2 separate regions of the Gossypium hirsutum genome follow, and region 2 is linked to region 1. A link is a contact called in public Hi-C data. All regions are on one chromosome and are shown on one strand. Each heading gives the region's core, a stretch centred on a gene start, on an enhancer-like site or on the middle of the called end of the contact. The rest is flanking DNA. Distances are from core to core; before and after follow the strand shown.

The links. Hi-C and Micro-C count contacts between places; a contact is called where the count stands out from the background.
Region 2: a Hi-C map of leaf shows a contact between it and region 1, with 2.1 times the contacts expected there. The contact joins the promoter of LOC107895000 here to the promoter of LOC107895004 in region 1. A contact is called at or near these places in 5 of 34 Hi-C or Micro-C datasets (hypocotyl, leaf and petal).

The regions. Positions count from the first base shown.
Region 1 is chrA13:68,404,026-68,410,768 of Gossypium_hirsutum_v2.1, forward strand. It overlaps LOC107895004 (acyl carrier protein 1, chloroplastic), which reads right to left and starts at 2,897. Exons shown (of 4, transcript XM_016820174.2): 1 at 2,562-2,897; 2 at 1,547-1,657; 3 at 1,313-1,435; 4 at 727-1,086. The coding sequence starts at 2,609. The coding sequence ends at 958.
Region 2 is chrA13:68,607,199-68,613,727 of Gossypium_hirsutum_v2.1, forward strand. LOC107895000 (E3 ubiquitin-protein ligase SIRP1) reads right to left here and starts at 1,525. Exons shown (of 2, transcript XM_041084774.1): 1 at 1,507-1,525; 2 at 535-1,412. The coding sequence starts at 1,525. The coding sequence ends at 535. It overlaps LOC107894712, which reads left to right and starts at 5,277. Exons shown (of 2, transcript XM_016819960.2): 1 at 5,277-5,407; 2 at 5,505-6,086. The coding sequence starts at 5,405. The coding sequence ends at 5,840. It also overlaps the pseudogene LOC107894999.

The sequences.
Region 1 (6,743 bases), core at 1,647-4,146:
CTGTGTAAGTTGGCAAGAGATGGAGAGGGTCGAATGGAGGACAAATGGGAGAGGCCGCCATTTGATTGGTTTAAAGTGAACTGTGAATGAAGTTTTCACAAGGATTCTGAGGATGCAGGAGTTGGGGTTGTTTTTAGAAATTCAGATGGGAAGTTAGTGGATGGTTTGGCAAAAGCTGAGGCTGAAGCTGTGAAAATGAGTCTTAAGATGGTTGTTGATAAGGGATTTAGAAATATTATTGTTGAGATTGATTCTAAAGTGTTGATGGATGATATTAACGAGGGCGGTGAAGTGAGTTTCAGGTGGAAGTTGCTGCCTATTTTGAAGAACATCTGGTCTTTTAGTAAACAAGTGTCTAATTGTAGATTCAAATTGATTGGAAGAGCTGCTAATAAAGCAACAGATTGGGCTGCATCACAGGGCCGTTTGATGATGTGCCCATGTAATTGGGTCAATGAACCCATCATCATTGGTTTTCATTTTGGATAACGATAGTGCTCCTGCCCCGCCTTTATACTGTTTATTTTACACCGTGTTGGTGAATGTTTGTTGCGAGAAAGATAGATGTCTTCTCTGTATTGTTTCATTTGTGCTTTTGTAATTGTTCATTTGTTGATTGGATTACATTTGTTTTCAGGAGTGAAATACCCTTTCACTGGCCAAAAAAATAATAATAATAATAACTAAATCTTAGATCATCAATTACCAATACTTTGAGCACAAATAAAACCCTCAACTGAGATATGCAGCTTGATTAAACAAAAAACTTCTACATAAACCACTACGGTAAAACGAAATGACACATTTTAAGTTCCACAATTTAACTAAGAATCCCAACAACTTTATTACGAGATTTCCTACATATTCAACATAATAAAAGTTCACACATGATTTCCCCCTCTAGTATGTGAATATCAAATATCGGCAAATAAACCAACCAACTGAGATCCTTGTTTTCTAGGAACTTTTCTCACTGCACAGCTTCTCGATAAGTTCTGCAGCATCTTGAACAGTTGTGATGGTTTGTGCATTGTCCTCTTCCACAGTGATTCCGAATTCTTCCTCAAGCCCCATTACAATCTCAACCTGAAACCATATACTATGGATCATAACACAAACTAAAACCAATAATCTTTCAAATTACAAACAACTAATCAACAAAGTATATGCATCTAAAACAAATAGATGGGCAACTACTACCTATAAAAGTAAAACAAATTCATGGTCTCCTTTATCCTGCACACTACTTTTATGCATATAAGATGAAAGGGAAGAAAGAAAATATGAAATGGTTATACAGTTGAGAGAGTACCGTATCAAGAGAATCAGCTCCAAGATCAACAAATGTTGATTCACCGGTGATTGGTTTGTCATTTTCTAAAGCTAATTGTCTCCTTACTACATCACATACCTTATCCACGGTCTCTTTTTTGGCCTGCACAAAGACATTTGACATCAAAGAGAGAAATAGTTATAGATATATATTGTCATAGGAGAGACCAAAACCTATAGAAACGAAAATCATTGCATTCGGTGAGAAACATACAGCACAGCAGATCTGCAAGCGAGCAGGCGTTGGACGCATCGTAAATGAGAGGGTGCTTCTTCCCTGGTTCATAAATGAACACAATTTCAACCCAGAAACACTGCCTTTAGCCTGTTAAAAGATGTTCAGTAGCATGAAAATCAGCCGATGATTTATATAAAAAGAATGGTTCTAGAAGAAACAACAATCTTCAAAGATATCTCAACATCTTAATCCAAGCAAAATAGAAACTTAAATTTTGCACTTGTCTATTTTAGTGAACTTTACAAACAAAAATCCAAATCCAACAAGCCATTAATATTCATAAGCACTCTAAACATCAATAATATAACTGCAATTTTATACAGTGATCTATGTTATAGATCAAATATAATTCTATGAAAATCATGTTTAACAGGCCAAAAACCACTAAAACAAATCTCCTTAAACTTAAAACTAATGATACCCGGAAAATCTATAGCTTCCATCACTACATCAGCTCATTTGGAAGCAAAAAGCAATTCCCGTTCTAGTTATTGCTTTAGTAACTTGCTTGAGCTCCCTTAAGATGCTAAAACAAATCATACTTGATTAAAAATGGATAAATAACCATATCTAATGCAACACCAAATCAGATAAACAAGTAAAATCGTTCATTATTTTCTCCGAAGCAATTACCATTTGAGCTTTTATTTATTTTTATAATTTCCGAAAGCAAAAACCAAAAAGAAGTAAAAGCAAAACAACAGCAATAAAAATAAATTAGAAACTTTCAGATCTCAGATTGACCAGATCAAATCATCCATGAAAGAAGTAGAACTAACAAAAGTAACAGTAAAGCATCAGTAACAGTAAGATATGGACATTTGATTAAATCAATAAACAAAAAGTGAAATCTGAAAAAGAAGGATAAATTAAAACAACAAACAGATCGGGCGAAAAATAAAACCAAACAAAGAAACCAAAAAAAAAAGTCCAAAGAAGAAGAGAAACAAATGCATTAGTAGCTAAAAAGAAAGAAAGATAAAGAGAGTACAAAGGAGCGAGGTTGCATGGAGATGGATGAGCCAGCAATAGAAGCCATTGGAGAGAGAAAGATGAAATGCGAAACGGTGGAGAGATCGAAGATGAGTGGAGTGGAGTGGAGTGTGAGGGTTTAGGAGTTTGGTTTTTATAGGAGGATTTGTGATATTGAGAATGAGAAAGAGGTTTCTCTCCTTTTGGGGGTTGGGTTGGGGGGGGGGGGGGGTTATTTGTTGTTTTTGCAAAACGTGGATTGTGTCACTTATTAATGGTGTTAGCACCGACCCTGGACGGCACACGACCAAATTTGGCCTTTTTTATTTAAGGTGCCGTAATAATTGGACGAAAATGTAAATATAATTTTCAATTTTATGTTATATACGAGGAATTTTAATTTTTTAGATTTTATGTTACATTTGTTTGTGTAAATTATAATTGTAGAATTATAGAATTTTAAATTTCAAAAATATTAATTATTATAAAAACATTAACAACATTTGAGAAAAAAATTGATTAAACAAGTAATAAAATTTAAAATTAAACTATTCTAAATATATATATTTTAAGTAAATTCTACTATTAATCTCTATATTTTGTGAAAGTTGTAAATTTAATTCATATATTTTATAAAATTTGTGAATTTAGTCTTTTTACTTTAATTTGATCAATTTTAGTCCCTATATTTTTTTATTTGACCAATTCTAGTCATTGTATTTTTTGAATTTTAAAATTTTAATCTTCACCCAAATAATAAAAATTAAATTTCTTAGTTAAATTCAATTACTAGCCTTATTAATATGCATTCAGTTGTAGATTTGGTCTATACTCTCTAATTTGATCATTATAAGTTCTTATAATTTTCAAATTTTGAAAGTTTAGTCTCTACGCAAATGATATACATTAATCCATTAACCGGATTTTTAGTGAGTAATATGTGGAAATAATAACCTAACATGACATTTCACATATGATAATAACTTTTTGCGCATTAGATTTTAGAAACAACAAAACTTAGCTTAATGAATTTAACATATATCATTTGGTGAGGATTGGGATTTTAAAATCCAAAAATTACATGGACTAAAATTGATCAAATTAAAATACAAAGACTAAATACACAAATTTTATAAAGTACATGGACTAATAAGATTATTTAAACTATATTTTACGATTTACAAGACTTGGATAGAAATTTTAATTGTTTTAAAAGACTTATGTTTTGAAATGAATTTATATAATAATTAATAAAATATTAAATTTTATATTGAATTATTTTGTATTTAAATTATACTCTATATCCATATTAAATAGAAATAAATATGCATGTTCACATTAAAATTTTTTAATATGGTACACTTTCTATTTCAAGCACTTATGTTATCATTTCTACATTTATTAGGAAATACTATCGTAACTCACATTTACACTATAAATAAGTGAAAAAAAACTATAAATTTTATAGAGGTTATAATTTAAAATTATTTATATTATAAAAGAATAACAATAAAATTAAGTGATATTGATTCGAAAATAACCCAAAACCTTATTTAATGAAGGATGATTCCAATATAATGGGATTTACATGCCATACATGTTTCAAACAATTTAATTGTTAAAATGGAAGGATGGCATCCAATGCTTTTAAATGTTAAAATGAAATGATGGCAATAACTCCAAAGTTTAGTATGTAACCATGTGTTCATGCAGTGCACTTAATGACCAATGCCATATACAATTTTAAATGCGAAATATACAGTACAAAATTTCTTCTTCTTCTTTACTGAATTTTAGCATTATTTAATTCAAAGGTGTAGGATACGTGCTGAAAATAGCTATTCTTAAAAAAGTTGCATGGAAACACACCTTGCTGGTCAATTGTATTTAAATATTTATTATAATTTTTATGAATAATGTAAAAAATAATTTAAAACATATTATTTATAAAAATATTAAAATTAATAAGTCATATTATTATGAAAGATGCAGAATAATATAAAAGGATACAATTGTTTTATTCCATAAAGAAATACTTAAATAAGTGATATAATACTAGTAAATAATTTTGCACTGCTCTAAATATAATTCTTTTTGTAAAAGGTTAACTAAAATAAATCTTCAATTCTTTAATATAGCAACTTACAAACAATAATATGTTAGAAAAAATATATGATTAGTTAATATAATTTTTTTTTCAAGTTTGTAATATTATTATAATTTTAAAATATATTAGTATGAAAATATTTAAATTTCATATAAAATTTTAAACATATTTTTATTGAATTTTTAGAGAAAACATATTTTTATAATTTTTTTTAGGGTTTAGGATTTTTTTTAAATTTAGGCTAAATAAGGGCTATAGGCTAATTTTATTTTTTAATTAGGCCTTTAGGCCAATTTTAACTTTAATTAGGGAAATAGGTCGGTTTTAGGAGAGAGAATGTGAAAACGCATCCAGCTGGGCGCTCTTTCACCTTCTCTCTCCAAGGTTAGGGCTTATTATTTTTTTCGTATTAGGGTTTAAGGTTTAGAGTATTTTAAAAGTGTTCAGGGTTTTTAACTAAAACGACAGAAGTTCTTAGGTAGTTTTGAGGGGTTGGGGATGTGATAACGCGCCTCAGCACATATACATTTCATATGTCATGGCGGGATAGGACTATCACATTAAAAACCCATCGTGGGGAATTCTGGTTTCGAGGTAATAATGCTTGATACAATCAGTGGTCAAAGTCAACGTGAAGATCCCAGTCGGCGGCTGTGATGCAGTCACGGGTTCAAGTATAACTGGAGGGGCAGGTGATGGCTGTTATGGGATCAGGAGTTCAAGCTCTCGCAAAACAATGCTCTATATATACCATACATAAGATTGATGATATAATCACAAAAAAAAAATTTAAGCACTTTCGGTGTAATCAACATAATTTTTTTCTCTATTTCTAAGTAGTCGGTATCTTTAACCTTTCATTCTTGTCCGAAGGCTTACACCGAGGTGGAAACAAGAGGGCTCTCAGGTGGAGAGCGGATGTTTCAACACAGTAAGGTCAAACTCGGGTCAATGCAGTAGCGATTGTAGTTATTAATGTGTTGTATAATAACGAAAACTGTCATCACTCCGAAAGGAACATCATTTTTACTGCACCGCAATAGCCGCTCACTGCTTAAGAGTCCTCTTGCATCCATGACGGTATCGGCCTTTGAATAAGTAGGTTAAAGGTACTAGTTGCATGGAAATGGAGAAAAAATTACACTGATTATAGCTGAAAGCCCTAGAGTTTTTCTGTATGAATATGCCCTCAAATTTTTGTATGGTATTTATAGGGCATCATTTTCAAGTGTTCAAAAATATTAAGCTTGTGGTCGTGTAACAACCATCAACTGGCTCCCCCGTTACACCTTGATACGTTACCGCATAACGGTCATTGATTGAAACCTCCACATCGACTTCTACCCTTGACCATGGAAAGTAAAATCATCCTATAACTGACTTCCCTAGGATAGGCTTCAGAGGTAATGATCCCATCCTGGCATGATATATGAAATGTGTGTAGCTCGGAACAATATCGCATCACTGACGACTCAAGAATACCTCGAACGTAAACCAAATATTTTTAGTGACCAAAATTTTTAAAACTGGGAAATATTTTATAGTGGAGAAACGGAAAGGTTTGGAGAGAAATTATATGAATGAAGGATGATGAAGCCTAGTATGTGAGAGTTATTTTATAGTCTCAAAGGAAGGGTCTGTTTGCAAATAAAAACCTTAAAAGCGCGCTGGAACATATTCTAAACATGTTAAAGTGTTTAAAGCATCTGCATTATTCGAAGCGTCATGCTTTTCTGCCCCAGAAATAGGAAATTTATTAGAGAAAAGCTCCACCAGTTGGGCAATCTTTATCTAACAAATTTCCTATTCTAAGGTGAAAGGACATTTTCGTATGCCTGTTGAACACGTTATGCAACATCGAATCTCAATGAAATTATATGACTTCTGAACATGTGATGAAAAGTATTTGCACCATACAATATGTAACAATGTGTGCATTCATAAACAAAATTAATAGCGCGCATTCTCTTTCTCCCTGCATAATTATCTAATAAAAGGGGCATAATTTTCATAACATAGACACTCATCAAGTTAATATCAAACAGAATAAGTTTGCATCACAGGTGAGAGTTGTGTGTACTCCTTTAGACAACT
Region 2 (6,529 bases), core at 275-2,774, 200 kb after region 1:
GTCCTAACCAGAGGTGGAACCACGGCAAAGCTGGTGGCTAAGTATAGGCCAAGTGTGCCTATTTTGTCTATGATCATCCCAGAGATAACAACAGATTCCCTTGAGTGGTCATGCAATGATGAAGCTCCATCAAGGCATTGCCTTATCTTCAGGGGTCTGATCCCGGTTTTGAGCTCCGGTTCGGTAAAAGCTTCTTACGCCGAGTCTACTGAGGAAACAACCAAGTTTGCCCTTCAATATGGTAAGGAAAAGGGGCTAATCAAACCTGGAGATTCAGTTGTGTCTTTGTACCCTTCAGTGATTAAGATCTTGACAGTTAGTTTATGATCTGATTTTAGCTTAGTTTTGGTAGCTTTTTTAATCAACATGTTTGATTGAATGTGGGAGAACAATTTTCACATGAATGAAGAAATATTTAATTTGATTTGTCCTTTTTTCAAGAGCTTATTGATATAAAATACATATAAATTCTTTGTTTTCCAACAGCAGCAAAAAAGACAAGCTCATTGCAGACTAATATATGCATAAAAATGTTCAGTTATCATCTCCCTGAGCTGCATTTTCACTTCCTGGAATAGCCTCTAATGAGGGAGGTGAAGTGGATTCACTTTGAGAACCGGGTAAGGTGACTAAACCATCATAAGGCCATGGAATAGGGATCCAATACCTTCTTCCAGTTCCTATCCTGCCAGTATTCCTGTTGCCATTTGGCTCGGTCTTGGAATCGTCCAACGGCAACTGAAACCGGCAGACAGGACAAGAGTTTTGAAGTTCAAGCCAAGGAATAATACACCCATCATGGAATTTATGCTCACACGGCATCTCTTTTGCTTCATTTCCAATCTCAATATCCTCCAAACATATTGCACACTGCACATTGCCATTTACAGTAACAGTTGGCATTGCTTCAACTGCTTCCTTCCAAGCTGGTAGAGTTCCATGTTGGTTTGGGTCATTCTCAGACAAATACTGCAACAAAAGATCCCAACCAGGTCCCATGATGTAATCACCAAAGGAGCCGGCAGACCTATGACTTGGGTTATGAGTATGAACACGGTTAGTAACATCAAATGAGCCTTGGACAACCAAGGCTTCATCATTGATTGGATCAAACAAGATCATTCTACCACTTCCATTTCCACCATTTTCTGATTCAGAAGCTGCTGCTACTGTACGCATACCTTGAAGTATCCTAAGGGGCAGGGCTGAAGATGAGGTTCTCCTTCTTATCAAGGACTCCACTTCTCTCCCCAGTTCATCATCCTGTGTTACTTGGTCCCTGCTTGCGATACGCAGCTGTGATGATGAACCAATCAAACCAAGCACGATTGGAGCCCAAAGTGAAAGACTGTTGGGAGACTCTGTATCGATGGCGGCGTGATTGGTGTTGGAACGGGATCTTATGCTGCCCACTTCTTCCAGAAACCCAGAATCACAGAGAGGGCATTGGAATTCAGGCTGTCGTTGGATTCACCACTCGGGAACACATGTAACACCAATACCTACCCGCTTGCCTATCCCCCATCTCTCTCTTCAAAATTTACAAACAATCACGTCAGAATACAAATCAAGAAAGATATACCAAAATTAACATACAATAAACATGAAACATGGAGTACTGTGGTCTATAAACAACCAACTTATAAATTGTAAAGAAAAACAAGACAAAAGAAACAAGAGATGTAAAAAGATAGATGTTTTCTATGATACCTTTCAAATAGAGGATGAGGGGAATAATTGACATGAACTATGATTGTGGTTTTAGAGGTAATAACCCTTTTTTATTTGCTTCTCTGTCATGGAAAGACATTTTTAGTTCAATATTTGTTTTACCAATCATTTTTGTATGCTTTAATTGCATACTATAATTAATTTGTTATTTAAAGATAGGGTTCTTGTTTGCTTTTTCTTTTAATTGCAATTAATATAAAGTAAGTCGACCTGTCTGTCCACCGTTAGATTGGGCTTTAGACTTCCTTACAGCTTGGACTTAGATAATAATGTTAGCTAAATCTATGGTTTTCAGCGTTATAAAACGTGAAAACTCACTTCCTGCTGCCAAAAATGTTCCAACTGAGACTTCAGCCCGCTAGACTATCACAGCCCCCAATGTTCAGTTTCTGACACTAAAGGCTCTCGACTGCAGGCAGTCTTCACTGCAGAAAATAACAAAAGGCTTTTATAACCCACTCTATTTCCACCCTCAGGCGGAGCCACCGGCAGCGCCATAAGGTTGCGCCGGGCAGCAAAGAGGGACAGCCACCTCAAGATTTCTGCTCAGATAAGATCAAGTAGTTGGTCGAATGTACGCTTTCTGAACTCACGGTTCGCTCTATTTAAAGCCAGCTTGTCGGCAATTCTCAGGATCGCTTCCCGATGTGGGATTTTAAGTGAACCAATTATAAAGGCGCTGACTATTGGGGCCACACGTGATTCAGAAACCGGGGCACCATAAAATATATGTAAAAGTTGATAGTTGCATTTGGGATTACAAAAAAACAAAACAAAACAAAATCAACATCCAAGAAGCAAATTAATTAGACGAGAAAAGCAGAGTGTTAAGGAGCAAAAGTTTGAAAAGAATGATATGAAATAAGGTGCAATTTGATGGAGGGTGGGGGAGATGCATGCTTCGCCACATTTTTTGTTCCACTGGATTGGGTGGATTGGATCCAAATACTGCATTTGCAATGGTCAAAGAAGCAGCAGTAGTTTAGTTTTAGTTTAAAAGGCAATGAAATGCATGGACATGCAGCTTTGCAAGTTTAGGTTGAATGGCAATCAAAGTTGGGAATATTGTTGTTGTAAGTTGAAAACTTACATGGACATGCTGCTTTAGTTCACATATGACACAGCCATCCACTATTTGATGAAATCAAAGGGCATTGTGAGTGGAAGAAAATAATGGAAATTCATTACCCAAAGCCCATTTTTGGGTTCACAATTTGACATCCTTAACCGTAGCACACTCCAAGCCTATATTTTACCTGCCAATATATAACAACCCACTTTTGTATATCTCCCAAAAGATTCCCCTTTGAATCAAAGGAGCCATGCATTATGGAGATCGGTTCTCATTCAGATCATCTTTATTTAGGCCTGCATCAGTAGCCAATATCTTCCATTTCAATTTTTCCAGTTACCTTAGTAATTAGCTCATTCAAATTTCAATACATACACGTGGGGTTACTCTGTAGTATAAAATTAATTTAATTTTTCAATTTCATTCCATTAATTATTGCATGGTTTATCAATACATATCACCATACATTTTAAATGTGAAGTAAATAAAAAATTTAATCATTAGATTATTAATAATAACAATAATTTTCATTAACATGAGATGGATATCGTATGTAATGTACATTATGAGCACAATTTATAATTCCAAATCCGGAATGCAGAGAAATTATGGCAAACATAGATAGTTGCTTGAACTTTTACATAACTAGGTAGAATTTGAAACAATGGATCTCCATCTCCATACTTAAGCGCAAATTATCTTTATGCGACCACATCAGTATGTCATAATGTAATAAGTCTTAGACTAAACATGAGAGTTGAATCAAGGTTTTATAGGTATTTTAGTAGTTCCTCTCTCTACTAATCCAATTATGATATATAATCTAATATCACTAATGATTTTTTAAGTTTGAAAGCGGTGGTAGAGCCACATGTGTGATTGTAGGAGCAATACAAAGAACATTTTTTAATTTATATAATTGATATATTCATCTCACAAAAGAATTTGAAAATAAATTATTAGCTTAAGTACTAAAAAAGCTCTTGTAGACTAATTTAAAAATCAAACTAGCCCTTAGTCGAAAAGTACAATTAATTTAGCCTTAATTGAAAGTTAGTAATCCAATTGAGCCCTTCTATTATGGCTTTCTGTCGAAGCCCATGACAGTTTACATGTTGACATGATAGATGACGTGGAAAAAAATGATGATATGACGATTAATGTGAAAAATATTGATACGAAAGGCTTAATTGATTTTTAATTATTTTAGGAGGACTTAATTGATTTTTATTTTAAGGATATAAAAATTGTGGAAAGGAAGCTTTTTCTGCCTTTTGGTGACATTTGTCTTATTTTCCACTCTATACCTCTCTACCGAGAGATCACAAACTTTCCGCGACTCAGAAAAGAAACTAGACAGTGAGTTGTATGCGCTCCTAATAACCTACATTTGTTTCTCTTAGTCTTAATTCCTTGTTTCTTAAAAATATTTAAAAAAAAAATTCAAAAACATTGTTATACTAATCAACCGATATAGAAAAAAATGTTAAACTTATCAATGTTGTTCATGGAATGAACAGTCTAAACCTTATTATCACAATGACTAAAAATAGAGAATCTAATTCCAAAAACTGAATTGAAAAGATATAGAATATTTAAATTCAGATGTCTAAGTTTATTTGCATTTAGCTTTAGTTTCACACTTTTGAAACTTCCTTTTAACATTTCAAATTATTAACAATTTAAACTAAAAAAATTTTATAATTGTTTACATGCAGTATTTATCTTATTTGGGTTTTGAATGTTTATATCTATAATCTTTATTTTAAATATGATCACATTCATTATTATTAATAAATTAATTAAATTAGTGGTTAATATTCACCTCTTTAATAAGTCTATAAAACGCGAAAGTTTAGGCATGGAACTCGCTCAAATGAATACTTTAAAAAATTAAAAAAAATAATAAAAATAATAGGAGATTTGGATAAGCATATTGTTTAGCCAATGGAGTTGGTTGGTTTGAGGTAAATCTTAGAAGGATAATTACAAAAACAGTGATTCAGATGATTAGACAAGCATGATGTTTTCCCAATCGAGTTGTATTTGGTTGAAATCTTATGCACTTCAAAGAGCTAATAAAATATATAAGCAAAAATAAAAGCGCTAATAAAATCCTATACCATATCCCTAGGCATGCTGATCATTGTAGCTTCAATGCTAGTTTTTGATAGGCTATTCCAATTTTCCCCTTTGTTATGACTCTAATATAATAGATTTTATATATGGACCATGGACTATGATTTCTAAGATTTTACATATGGACTATGGACTACAGTTTCTAAGATTTTACTTATGGACTATGGACCATGGACCATATATGGTTTGCATTTCAGTGTATGTGATGTCAACCTCCAACTATAAACCAAACTCTATCCCATTTCCCTACTTAAGCAAACCCAATGTCCTAATCATTAAATACCAAAACAGTTGATATTGAAATATAATAATAAGTTTGTTTTCAGTTTTTTTTCTTTTTTGAACAAAAACTTTATCCCATCATATGTCATAATAATTGCTTATAAGTACCAAAACCCTTTCATATTAAGTTCTTGTTCATTCTCCGCCTTCTAATTCTGTTTTTATTTACTTGTTTCTGATATGGTAAACATCCTTTCCTTTCAATCATTTCGGTCTCAAATCCTCTTCTTCATCCATCATTCACCCTTTTCTTTTTCATTTTTTTGGGCAATTGATACAGGATGCAGAGAATGTTCTTGAAGCCATGAAAGTTGAACTGGAAGGGATGCGATATGAGAATATATACATGGAAGAAAGGCTAATAGCTTTGGAAAAAGCACTCGAAGAACATAAGAGATTGCTTGCTGAGTATAAAGCCATTGTAGAATTGACTGATCATTTACTGAGTGACATTGGTGTTGATGCAGGATTTGATAACGAGAACAACGGTAGTTTTGACGAGGAAACCATCAAGAGCTTGATAGAGGAAGCTGTGAGGGACTTCACTGAAGCACTGGACAAAGCTCAATCTCGCCCGGGCCGCCCTGGGGATGGTGGTGCCGATGGCCAAGCTTAGCAGCTCAAGTGGTGTTTCAAGGTTTGGGTCAAGCTTGGGGGTTAAGTTGTGACGTTATATACTATGCTACTTTGGAAGGGTTTAAATCAATAAAATTATTAGTTTCATTTTTTAATGGCATATCCATACATATTATAAATTTATTCGTGTTATAAGTTAATTGGGTATGAACTCAATTGGGAAAAGATGAAAACACTCTCACTACTCGCATAATAAGATTAAAATTCAGACTTCTTTAATTTTTCACATTTGAATTTTTACCATTCAATCAAACTTATTTAGGTTAATTTTTTAATAAATATGTTTGTTAAATTGACATTTCCTTTTAGTGCTATTGGTATACATCCCTCTGTCAGAGGATTTATGGCACAGTTATGAAGAAGCCATCCCTTCATGGGTGTATTTGTGTTACAGGTTCCTTGAACTCATTTGCAGTGTCTGAAGTGCAAATCCTTTTGCCATTAGTATCAAATCCTAGTAACTTCGCTAGCTATGGTTCATGGAGAGATCAGAAAAAGAATTTATAAGCCAAGTTATGCTGGAAAAGTAGACCTCAATAATCATAGTTTTAATTACTAAAAGAGAGAGGTCACACTTTTGAAACTAGCAATGATTAATTAATTTTGCCTATGTTAAAACCCAAAACAGATAACACTCACACCTTATCAACTCCACTGTCAAACTGATGC